Regions from separate parts of the Gossypium hirsutum genome. Here region 2 is linked to region 1. A link is a contact called in public Hi-C data. All regions are on one chromosome and are shown on one strand. Each heading gives the region's core, a stretch centred on a gene start, on an enhancer-like site or on the middle of the called end of the contact. The rest is flanking DNA. Distances are from core to core; before and after follow the strand shown. Region 1 holds the start of LOC107944069. Region 2 holds the start of LOC107944606 (transmembrane protein 147).

Region 1 (6,195 bases), core at 2,105-4,604:
ATTGAATAAAAAATATATATTTTGAATAGATAACCAATAGATCTATAAATTGAATATTTTCATGGCACCAAAGCTCTGTGCACACCCAACTTGAACACGATGGCAATGACGTACTAAAACACAATATACCAGCTCCTCTCAAATTACCGACTCGAATTGCTTAAACCTGTGCGGGTATCCGAGGTGAAGACATCACTGCAACAATATACCAGCTGTGAAACAAGAAGAAAAGTAGTAACTGTGGCAAAGTAATTGTTGGTGTTAAGAACAAAGAAAGAAAGCAAAACAGACAACTAACAGTATAACGAGTCTGCTCTATATTTCATTTGTTTTCTAATTTTATAATATATACGAGTTATAATCTTGAAATTTGAAATATATTTCTTGTAAAAAAATAAAATAACCAAATATGCCAATTATTACCAAAACACATAAAAAAATTTACCAACTAAGATTGATTTTACTTAAAACAAACACGCACTCATCACTGGTAGCTTATACCAAAACAACTTCATTCTAATTGTGGATGCAGTCAGCACGCACATTCTGCCGATATACTCCGCATTTCTTCAATCCCGCCATATTGAGCAGTTTCATGTGTCCGCAAATTTGTTCTCACTTGAACAGTGCCATTCTTGTATCATATGAACTGTCTGCATAATGTCAGTTCACGAGACAATTCCTCAAATTCGTATTAGACTGTTTGCCATTTGTGCGAGCTGTTGTATGGTTTACTATCTCTATCAAATGAAGTAATTGATATATGTGAAGGTATTGATATGTATGAAGATCCAAAATTCACGAATCTTAAAATAACTCCATTAAAAGTCTTCGATGAATCCAACAATTAATTGCTACTGTTTGTTGGATTTTAGATTATATTTAATAAATAATTATATAAAAGATGTTGAAAAATCGAAACCCCATTTATAAAATATCATCGTTAGCTATTGATGTGAAAATAAACTATAATATAATTCAAACAAAAGCTTAACCAAAATTGATTTACACACCAAATCAAAAATCAATTTGAATACCTCCTAAATGACAAATTTATCTTGCAATATTATCAACCACTTCAATTAATAAGAATCATATTTAAAGTAACATTTTCTACAATTGAAAATTAATATTCGACGTTAAAAGTAATATTCACCACTATATTTCTCACCGCCAAAATTGAAACCATTTCATTACCTTTCTCATCTGCCATCGAAAGACTACGCAATGTGGTTTTATTAAATGAATGAAATCTATTGGTCACGAGATCCATGTGGTGGGCCTGTTTTTAATTGGACCATATGATCGGTTTTTGTGGAAAATGAATGGAATCAACAAAATAATAGATACCTGTTTAAGTACGTTATCTCGAAATTTCAAACTAATTTTTGTTCTATAAAAAAGGTATTGGGCAAATGGAAAGTGAAAAAGAATTAATTTGTTTATATGACGAAGGATGATTGTGTTGGAAGAAAATTTGCGGATCCTTTAAAAGAAAATTACTTGAGAAGATAAGACGAGTTGCAAAAGTTTCTCGAAAATAATGCGTTAAAAATTATTATTTATTATTTGATTATTTTAAATATTTGACTGTTAGAAGCGTAATTAGCCTTAATTAAAGATATTCAAGAGATAATAATTAATTTTTGTTTTGTCGAACATCATTAATGTCATCATTATGATTGTCAAATTGGTTTCAACATTTTCTCTTCTTTTTTCTTAATGAATATTTGATAAACTTTAAAAGATGTTAAGGTGTATGAAAGACATGTGGCCAATACTTACTCATATTATATTAATAGTAAAAATTTTAGCAATTGTTGAAAGATTAATTAGACTACTTTTCTCTTTTTACTATTCTTCTTCTTTTTGGTGATTGAAATAATTGTTAACTCCATAACAATCTATGGTTAGGACCGTGGCCATGATCATGACTACTTCTATTAGTAAAATAACTATGTATTACTATGATCATGATCATAATCGTGACCTGGATTTAGTAGGATACTCAGATGCAAATTGGGGAACCGACGTGGATGATAGACAATCTACTACGGGGTTTTGTGTATTTCTTTGAGGGAATCCGGTCGCCTAGGGATCCAAAAAATAGAAGGTCGTCTCCTGGTCAACTGCCGAAGCTAAGTATCGCGCTCTTGCTCACACTGTTACTGAAGTGGTTTGGCTCGAGTCTCTCCTGTCTGAGTTGCATATTTCATCTGCTCGCAAAGCTACTGTTTGGTGCGATAACTCTAGAGCTGTTGCTGTTTCAGCTAATCCAGTACTACATTCGAAATTCAAACATGTTGAATTAGATCTCTTTTTTGTACGGGAAAAATTGCTGCTGGACGGTTGACAGTAGGACATGTTCCTGCTCAAGAGCAAATAGCAGATGTGTTCACTAAGCCTTTTTCAGCTCCTTTGTTTACAAGGTTCAGGTCATGTCTCAAGGTTGTAGTGACCAATTTTGGCCCGGGCCCGCTAAAGAAATCCCAAACCTATATAATAAATAAATAAATAAATAAAATTATAACAGTCCCTTAAATATTTAAAGTCCAATTACATAGCATAAGCCCAATAGCATGACCCCATTACTAATACTTTAGTCCCATTACAAAAAAACCAATAGCCTTACAGCCCAAATATGAACACCCTAAGTGGCCCAGAAATTTTAGAACCTTAAGGTTCCTTCCCATGCGCCGCAACCAGCAACCCCAGCATCCTCCTGGCACCACGCACCCTCCCGTACACACGCCAGCACCACCCCGTACACCTCGCGCCAATGGCCAACGCACAGCCCCGTACTCGTACCTGCAAAGGAGAACAGACAAAAGCAGCAAAGACGAAAAAAGAATTGTATTTCATTTTTTACTTATTTTTTTTACATTCGGCTATAAAAGCCTATTGATTTTTTATTGTAAAGTTATTTTTGGGGAGGGACACACAAATACAAACACAGACAACAAATCAATAAGAAAGCAATAGAACAAGAAGGTGATCTTTTCGAACGCCTTGTGCTTTTTTTTTTCTTTTTCGCATCTGTTTCATATTTCTTTCACTTTCACATGTTTCTGTATAATAAAATAAAAGAGGGAGAGTGAAACCTTACCTTTGCATACGAGCCATTGAAGACCTTGTCTCCTTCACTGAAATCGAAGTCGGAGATGGGATTTCGGGGCTTAAATCGATGAGTTCCATGCCGGATCGAATGAAGGAGCAAAAAGGGGGTGGTCACCAAAGGTCGTCATTCATCGTCGCAGTGATGAAATGATGGCCGAACGACGCAGAACCTTTGGGTTCCCCCCTTTCTCCGTTGCTTTGATTGAAATGCCTAGGGTTTTCAGAGGCCTTGTCCTCATTTATTCGGTGATGCGAAACGGTTGCCATTTAAGGCATGATCTGTAGCCTTAAAACGACACCGTCTAGAGAGCCTGACCCGACCCGTCCCCAGGTGCCCCGAGGACCCGCGCGTTTTTGCCGTGAGGGATATTTACGGGCTTGGTCCCTTCCTTTTAGCTCCATTTTCAAATCAATCAATGTTCTCATTTTTTTCTTTTTTAAATTTCACCCATAATTTGCGTGTGTTTGCGATCAAGTCCGCGTTTTAATGCTGCATTGTAAGGACTGGAATATTTCCAGTTTAGATCCTCCTGCATTATCGCGCCTCGCGCATAGGTCCCCTTTTTATTTGCTCTATTTTCTTAATTTTCCCCTCTTGTTTTAGCTTAATTTCGATTAAGTCCTTTAGTTCGTAGCCCTTTTGTGTGTTCTTAATTAATTATTTTTAATTTTAAGTCATAGTTATTCCATTGTTGTAAACTGTTCTCTTTTAGCAATCCTAGTATCATGTTTTGTACATTTTAAACATTGGTTTCATCTATATTATTATATATACATATATATATATATATATATTATAATAATGTTAATCTACTTTTATGCATAATGGCTTTGGACTCTATAAATATATCATTGCATTTCAACATTTTTTTATTTCAAACATGCTTTATATGTGTTTCACATTGGATTTAAACTATTTTGTATCCATGGATATTAGTGCATGCTTTTGATTCATATAAGTTATTGAGTATGTATATAAATTATCTATAAGGTTAAACTATAAAAATAGTCACTCTTGTTTGCCTCATGTTACATTTTAGTCACTTATGTTTGAAATGTTACGTTTTTGTCACTTATGTTATTATTTTGTTACAAAGTGATCACTCTTCCGTTAAGTTCTCCCTAACGGTAATCCTACGTGGCAGTCCAACTAGATATTACTGAATCTGCTAATACGTACTTCATCCGGATGAAGTATGTATTAGCAGATTCACTAATATGATTACATATATAATATATATATTTACGCATGTATCACATTACAAAAGCAAAATTTTAAATACTTATACCTAATAAAACATGTATCTCATTACAATAATAGTAATTTTCCAAATAACATATTGTTTCATAATTTTATTTCTTATTTAATATTTTAATTTAATTTTAATAATGCATACTTTATCCGGATGAAGTATGTATTAGCAGATTCAGTAATATCTAGTTGGACTGCCACGTAGGATTACCGTTAAGGAGATAACAAAACTTAACGGAAGAGTGATCACTTCGTAACAAAATAATAACATAGGTGACTAAATCGTAACATTTCAAACATAAGTGACTAAAATGTAACATGAGGCAAACAAAAGTGACTATTTTTGTAGTTTACCCTATCTATAAATTTACATGTACTTACCTTTAGACACATACATTCTTTCTTTTGAATCCATGCGTGTATATATATAAACCTTATATATATTTTCATTAAAAAATAAATATACTTTGCACACATTAGTATGTTTTTAGTCCATTTTGTTTACGTACATGTATATTTTGTATTAAAATTGGTCTTATTTCATATGTACATATATCATTATCAATTCTTTTTCCTCGTATTTTAAAATCCTACAAAACGCATCTCTTAAATTATTATTATTATATGTATATATGTATATATTAATATTTATATTTGATCTAGATAGATATTATTTAATTTATGTATTTTACATAGTTTTCCTTATTACGCATATACAAGCACACTCTTGAAGCTATCATATATATATATTTTTTTACATTCATAAGCATGCATGTATTTCCATGTTTTACAAATAGTTACTTTTAAAAATTATTTATATATACACATAATTTGTGGAACCATTACGTTTTTTTAAAGACTATATCATATTATACATTTATTATTATTATTCATAATATATCTACACATATTTTAAAATTTTCATACTATAATTCTTCATTTTTTTTAAAACCAATATTATTTAATGTTTTGGCATGATATCCGATTAATTCATTCATTTTATAATATGTATCAAGTATATATATCCCTAGTTTTTTTAGATTTAAGGTGTCTCAATTCATTAATTCGCATGTAGCATAAATTATTGGTTCATTAGACCGCCTTTGTTCCGACATCGTTTTATACTACTTTGACTCTTAAATTCTATTCCATTTTGCATATATTTCGTCGATTGTTCTATATCGTAGCATATACATTCTCATCACATGGTATTCATCTTATTGACATGACGATTATTATTACGCGATTGAAATTAGGTTAACTTAGACTAATTATATTTAATTACTTGTTCTGCTAATTGATTAATATTTTCATTCGTTAAGCATTGCGTCTCGCATGTACATATTACCCCATTCATTATTTTCCTTTTGATTTTTGAAATGTGGTTCTAAAACCCAATTTTTTACGATTAATGTCATCTTATTTCAAATCGAATTAATATGTTTTTAAGTATTCTTCCAAAAATTCTTCAAAATGAAGACGAAATTTGATGTTCGACAATTCGCGGAATCATGCCCTAATGTGTTGGGTTGCAATTTTGCATTTACTCAAAATAATCGAATTTCCCTTCGAAATTCCATTCATATCTTTTAAAATCCCTTAAACAAAGATGAGATTTGATGTTTGGCAATTCGCGGAATCGTGCCCTAACGTGTTGGGTTGCAATTTCGCATTTGCTCAAAATAATCGAATATCAATTTAAAATTTCGCTCGTGTCTTTTAAAATCCCTAAAATGAATGCAATATCTGGTATTTGGTAATTCGTGGGATCGTGCCCTAACGTGTTGCGTAGCAATTTCTCGTTTGTTTAAAATAATCAAATATCC
Region 2 (6,866 bases), core at 2,728-5,227, 130 kb before region 1:
GGTACACATGACACGTCACTTGTAGTCTGGTTATTCTATTAGTTATACCAATTTTTAATAGTAGAAATGAATGTAATTTTTAACAGAAAAGATTAGTTTATTCTTTAATTTAACGTAAAGAAACTATTTTTTTTAAATAAAAGGGATAACATACAATCTAACTCTTAATATAAAAATCTCCATAATACTTTTACCGATTTCTAGCCTAATAGAATAAATTTGTTACATTTAAAGGGCCCATCATATTCTCATCTCATGTTTTGGCAGCCAACCAAAATCCAACATACCTTATCCAAAATCACTCCCTACATATGCCACACTATCTTTTTCTTCGCTCTCCTCTATCTCCAACATCCTACACGATCCAACTCACCAGAAAAGGTTATAGCTTTGTGAACATGGCAACAAGTACTTCGGCTGTTGTCGCTCCAACCACGGTCATCGCGTCGGTGGTGAATTACGGCAGCAAAGCTCGAAAAACAACACCCAAAGTGGTTTACATTGGTGGAATGAGTTGCTATGGTGGATTGAAAGCACATAACAACGTGGTTTCACTTGGGATGCCGGTGAGTACCGAGAAGTGGTTTGCTAATGTTGTTAGCAACTTGAAAGGGAATGACAAAGGAAGAAAGGGTGGTGGTGGTTTATCGTCTACGTGCAATGAAACGGCTGAGATATTCAAGATTGCGGCTATAATGAATGGACTCGTTTTGGTTGGGGTTGCAGTTGGGTTTGTTCTTTTGCGTATTGAAGCATGGCTAGAGGAATCCGAGGAGTGAGCACAACCCCTTGTTTTTTCTTTTCTTTTAGGTCCTTGGTGTAATGTTGATGTGAATTTTTGCTGGTTTGTGCGATCAAAATAATTTTGAAATAAATAAAATCAATTAATTATTATAAGTACTAAATTAAATAATAATAATAAATTTTAAAAAAACATCTGTACAACCAAGAGAATTTAGTACCATAGCATTGAATGCACATTTCAATGTAGTATATTGAGTTATTAAATTATGTTATTTGACCCTTTATTTTGATTAAGTTTGGATTTATTTGTATTTTAATTTAGTCAGTTTTCAATTCCTATATTTTTAAAATTTTAAAATTAATCCTAATTAAATGACAACTATAAATTCATTAAGTTAAGCTTGTTATTTTCAAATTTTAATGTGTGTAATGCTATGTCCGCGGTTGTCTTCACCTATTAAAAAAAAAAAAAAAATTGATTAATAGATTTAATGACTATTGTTAACATTAAGACTAAAATTTCAAAATTTTATGTTTTAGAACATGGACTAAATTTCTAACTTTACACACAGGACAAGATCAATAGTAAAATTTAACCAATCGTATTTAATTGCCACTGTTTGGTTAGAATTAAATTTTCAAAATTTCAAAAATGCACAAACTAAGAAAAATGCTTCGTCCCTGCATACTAGTACAATACCAACAACCCCATATATGTAGGTAAAGAAGATCCAATCCATCATACAGAACATGTAAATTTCCAAATTAATGCCAACATTTTTATGTGATGTAAAAGGTCATTGAAGAATGAGGTATAAAACAATAATGCTCCCAAATTCTACATCCAAAATCTTTTTTTTTTCTCGCTAATTTTTCTAGAGATACAAAATCTGAGTTTTTCTGCCATTGGCAAAAATCTTACAGATTGATGTTAAGATAGTTCCAACAGTACATCAAAGATGATTGAAAAATTGATAGGCAATAAAATCTCTTTCAAACATCAAGTGGAGGGTATAAACTGTGCTCCTCATTAAGAGGGCCTTTGGCATGCAGAAAACAATTGCCAACTAATGAAAGCCATACTCAAAGACGTGAACAATTCGAAGACTACCACCTTCGGGAAGTGCCATCCCAATCCTCGCCTTAGATAGCTGCCGAGATTTAGCCAACCAAAAAACGAAAAATTATCATCTAGTATTCATTGCAAAGGCGGCCATGTATAGAGAAAGTTAAAACAGACCTTGTAATGGATGGCATGGTAGCAACGATTCCGGCACATGTGTATATTATGGGAATCAAAGTCTTGGGCTTGTTTTTGCGAAGCCACATTAAAGATCCCAATGCAGCAAGAGATATACTTAACACCTGAATTGATAAAAGGATAGAGATAAATTCTAGCCGTTACATGGTCCTTTTTTTCTAATTTGTGAAAGCACTTAGAAACAAACTACTGATATAACATCAAGAATGCCGACAAGCTGGTCACAAAAGAAATGTTCCAATCATTGAAGAAATATACATACCAAATTAGCATTTGCTTCCAAGCCTTGTAGAATGAAATCCCAAGTGAATTCTAGTCCTCTAGCTCCCACCCAAAGAGGTGCCAATCTATGTAGAACCGAATCAGCAAATGCCCATCCTATCAACATAAAAGAAAGAAGCCATAGTGCTCAAGAATTAAGAAAAGTGAAAAGAACCATAATATATATGCTATTTCGCTAAGACATTTCATTCTTCTTGAAATACCCATGTTCGACATATGAATGTGGGATATAAGCTTAGAGCATGCTCCAAATACATAGAAAAACTTAGAAAATACGTTGGATAGATGCAAAACTAAGAAAAATCTAAGCACATCTGTATCTGATGCAACCCGTATTCAACACTCACACCTGAGTTCGAGTAAACAGAGCATTTCATTGCCACATTTTCAAATATAAGTTCATTCATCTACTAGTAAGACCAAATTTCAAAGATTCACATTATTTTCAAGTAAGATGACCGAGTCAATCTCACTCACCAAGTCCAACAGCTTGAAATTTATGATTTTGAGAGATGTTCCTATGAGTCAACTGTGTTAAGGCAAAATAAAGTCCAGCAACATCTATAAAACCAATCACTGCCTTCAAAAGTTCCTGAAAATACGAAAACAACACAAATTGTTGATAAGTTTAAATTCATAGATTGTTTCCAAAAAAGACTCATAGTACTACTACATGGCACACGCTACATCTGTAACCTACATCATGCAACTATAAATAAGAAAGTGGTACTAATTTTCAAAATATTTTCTAACTTTAGAATATGATTATCTTCAACTACATCACAAAAAAATAATCCGCCCAATATCTACGTTCTTCCATGTAAATTCCGATTTAAGAACAAAAGAAACAGAAGTACCTGGTACGGATCGAAGCCATCATTCTCGGAAACCTTCAAAAACGTTGCGAGACAAACAAGCTGCCACCATATTAAAGCCAAAAGAAAAAAAACAAATTAACAATCCAAATAGAGTGACGAGAAACACAATAGTAAAGATTTTTAGCACGTACTCACCTTTACCAAAGCTGTTCCAAGATAAACAAGGGCAGCTTTAACAGAAGTACCAAGAGTATCATACTCCGATCTACATAAACATGATTTACTGTTAAATACACTGATTCATAAATTACCATCGCCATAATTATAGTAGAAAATAACAAATTCCTTCAACATAATATTTTTCAGCATTTTAATCAAACTAACTAAACATTTCGCTCTAGATCTTAGTTCATTTTAGCAATTACTACTTAACAGTGGAATTTTTTTTAAAGAAACATTTTTTATCGAAACAGCTTCTGTTTTTCATTCAAATTTTGAATTGAACACCAGATCAGTATTAATTTATTATTAAATTACAAAAATTAAACGATATTAAAAAAATGCTTTAATCGATTAACAAATCACAAAAATTACATAAAAATGAGGCAAAAAAGAGAGGAAGAAGGGACATTACAAGGGAGTGGCGGAGTAGTAGACGGCGTGAGGACCGAAAGTGAGGATCGCACAGTTGAAGAAGTGAAACATCGTCATTTTTCTTCGTATTTTTTGGCCCCAATTTTCGATCTGAATCTGCGACGAGCAGATGGTTTTGTTTTGTTTAATTGTTTCTGTTTAGGGCCTTCAATAAGCCCTGAAAATACCGATTAGTATATCATGAGCAATGGGCCTTTGGGACTCCAAATTTTATGTGTGCTTTAACTTTTTCGGGTGAATTCATCTAAAGTCACTGAATTATTAGTATGTTTACATTTTGGTCACTCAACTTCAACAAGTTACAAAATAGTCACTAAACTATTCAAAAGTTTTCATTTAAGTCACTGGATTGTTAAGTCAGGCTGGCGAGCTTCGAGCTATGATTCGATGGTACAATGGACTAGTACCCATCAACAAGTAGTAGAACATATCACAAATCCAAGCCGATCTAATGGTCGGTGTTGAAGATTGAAGAAGAAAGCTGTTTGGATTTTAGTTCGCATATTTGTGATATTCAAAGTTTTTTCATGAAACAAAAATCTAAATCGTAGAAGAGGAGGTGAAGTTTACCCTTTCAATTGGTGTCAATAGTGAGAATGGAGAAGGCTATACAATGACGATTTTAACAACTCAATGACTTAAATGAAAATTTTTGAATAGTTTAATGACTATTTTTGTAACTTTTTAAAATTGACTGACTAAAGTGTAAACTTACTGATAGTTTAATAACTTTAATATACTTTACCTTTAACTTTTTGCACCCATTGTGTTAGCTAAAAGTTATTTCTAAAATTTACATGCATTAAATTACAATTCTAATATATAATATGGATAATTAGTTACTGAACTCTGTTACAGGCCATTTTGCCCGAGGCCCAATTAAACACAAAATAAAAGTCCAAATTACAGTCCATAAAGTCCAAAACAACAAGCTCAGAACCACTAGCCCAATAACCCAATAGCCTACCCTCAGCCCAATAACCCAAACCTAAAACCCAACAGACCCAACACCCAAATAACCTAACAACCCTAGCCCAACAAAATCAGAAAAATGAACAGCAAAAATAAACCCTAGGTGCGCCGCACCTAGGGTCTTCTGACTTCGGCCGCCGTCAGCGCAAATGGCGCACCTGCCACCGTCCCTTCCATGCCTCCATCACGTCTCTACCCACCTGCTTCACCTGCAAATAATAAAGAGAACAACAACAACAAGCAAAGGGGGGGTATTATTATTTTTGGTTCAAAAAACTGATTCAAAACCATTGTAAAAGGGGCGGTTTTCCCCTCTTCAAAAAAAAAAAAAACACTTTCAGAAATCAAAAAAACAAAAAATTTTGAAGGTGATTTGCGATTCTCCTGTTCCGGATTTGTTTATTTTTCTTTTTCTTCTCTCTACATCTACAAACAAAGAAACAGAAAAAGGAAACGAAGCGGTACCTGAGTCACTTCGCTTGCGTTGTCGCCGGAGTCCGTCTTCGGGTCTTCGAGATCGGACCCCGAGGGCGACGTTTGGGGGTTTCGCTCCTCGGCCCTACGAGTCTAAAGCCCGATCCTTAGTTGGTCCCTGAAACGGGGTTAAAAACCGACCGTTTAGAACCTCCGACCACCGCATGTGGCGGGGTCATGGGTGGCCCGTTTAGCCAAAGGAAAGGGCGGGCTGAGGGTTTCTTTTTTCTCTGAAGTTTTTTTCTAAACAATGAAAGAATAAGTTTTTAAAAAAAAATTGTCTTAAATAAGGTTTTCAAAACGGCGCCGTTTGGGCTTAGGGTTCAGAGACCAAAAACGGCGTCGTTTTGGTCTCTGACCCACGCGGTGACCCGACCCAAGGGGAGGATCCGCGTGTTTCTGACTTTTGGGTTATTTACGCAGATGGTCCTCCCCTTTTTGTAGCGCGTTCAAATCAATTTTTTTTATTTCTAATTTTCGCCCTTTAATTTGATGTCCGCTTCATTTCGGTCCTCGTCATAACGCTGCGTTTTGGAGGGTGGGAAATATTACCCTTTTAGTCCCCCATGTCATTCGCGCTTTTTAATTCGGACCTTCCCTTTTATTTATTTTAGATTTTTTTCCTTTAATTTCAGCTTTGGTGTCAATTTGATCCTCTGTTTCATTATTATTACTAATTTTGTTTAGTTTATTATCTTTACTATTGTTAACATTAGTTTTATTATTTATATGTTTATTTATCTATGTACACGTATTATAATTTTATTATTTATATTATTACTTTGAGTATTATTATATCAATGGTTAATTTCATCACGGATTTTTAATGTAGTATTATTTTATATAATAAATAAAATAGTATTAACACTTTGGGTTTATTATACATTCGTTTCAAAAATTATTATGTATTATTGTTTAATCTTCATCATGTATACGTGCACATATATATATATATATATATATTATTTAATGTGTTGTGACTTATTCCTTATATAATATTTACTTTAAAACCTATTTGGACACTATTATTCTATGTAGTATTTATTTTTAACCATATTTTTAATTCCTTTCAAATATTCATTTATATATTATTTATCTAAAATATAAATATAATTTCATTTTTATATATTTTTTAGTTATTTCAAAACTCATACATTTGGTCCGTATTTGCCTTAATTGACTCGTTTTCTTTTAGTTTTTGAATGTAGATATTGATATTAGCATAATGTACAATAGAGATTATTGTTGCTATGTTTGTTAGTATTAATTCATTATTTGTTCATTATTCTTTGATATGCATTTGAACTATATATTATCTTTTACGTCATACATCACTTTTCAATCATGTCATATTTGTAAAAATCGTGTTTTATCAGAGCACTACAATCACCCTATTTCATAATTTTCAAAAAAGCCTCGTTCTCATAGTTCTCGAGAATTGTGCCCTCACTTACTGGGCTTCAAATTTTTCGATGAACTTAGATAACCGAGCATCCTTTTTAATCAAAACCCATAAGTAAAAAGCTCATTCTCGGGAATTCGACACGTTGTATCCTAACGCATTGGATATGACATGTTATTTTCTCGAGACGAGGATTTTAAAAATAAAGGCAATGCTCGATATTTAGAAATTTTGTGAAATCGAACCCTAACTTACTGGG

The links. A called contact is a pair of places that touch in the nucleus more often than the background predicts.
Region 2: a Hi-C map of leaf shows a contact between it and region 1, with 3 times the contacts expected there. The contact joins the promoter of LOC107944606 here to the promoter of LOC107944069 in region 1. A contact is called at or near these places in 12 of 34 Hi-C or Micro-C datasets (anther, hypocotyl, leaf and 1 more).

What each region holds. Positions count from the first base shown.
Region 1 is chrA06:1,367,169-1,373,363 of Gossypium_hirsutum_v2.1, reverse strand. It overlaps LOC107944069, which reads right to left and starts at 3,354. Exons shown (of 3, transcript XM_016877881.2): 1 at 3,107-3,354; 2 at 2,633-2,808; 3 at 1,772-2,495. The coding sequence starts at 3,195. The coding sequence ends at 2,479.
Region 2 is chrA06:1,498,993-1,505,858 of Gossypium_hirsutum_v2.1, reverse strand. It overlaps LOC107944606 (transmembrane protein 147), which reads right to left and starts at 3,977. Exons shown (of 7, transcript XM_041114792.1): 1 at 3,740-3,977; 2 at 3,301-3,370; 3 at 3,145-3,204; 4 at 2,765-2,879; 5 at 2,268-2,383; 6 at 1,985-2,109; 7 at 1,584-1,895. The coding sequence starts at 3,816. The coding sequence ends at 1,775. It overlaps LOC107935570, which reads left to right and starts at 86. Exons shown (of 1, transcript XM_016868195.2): 1 at 86-897. The coding sequence starts at 312. The coding sequence ends at 779.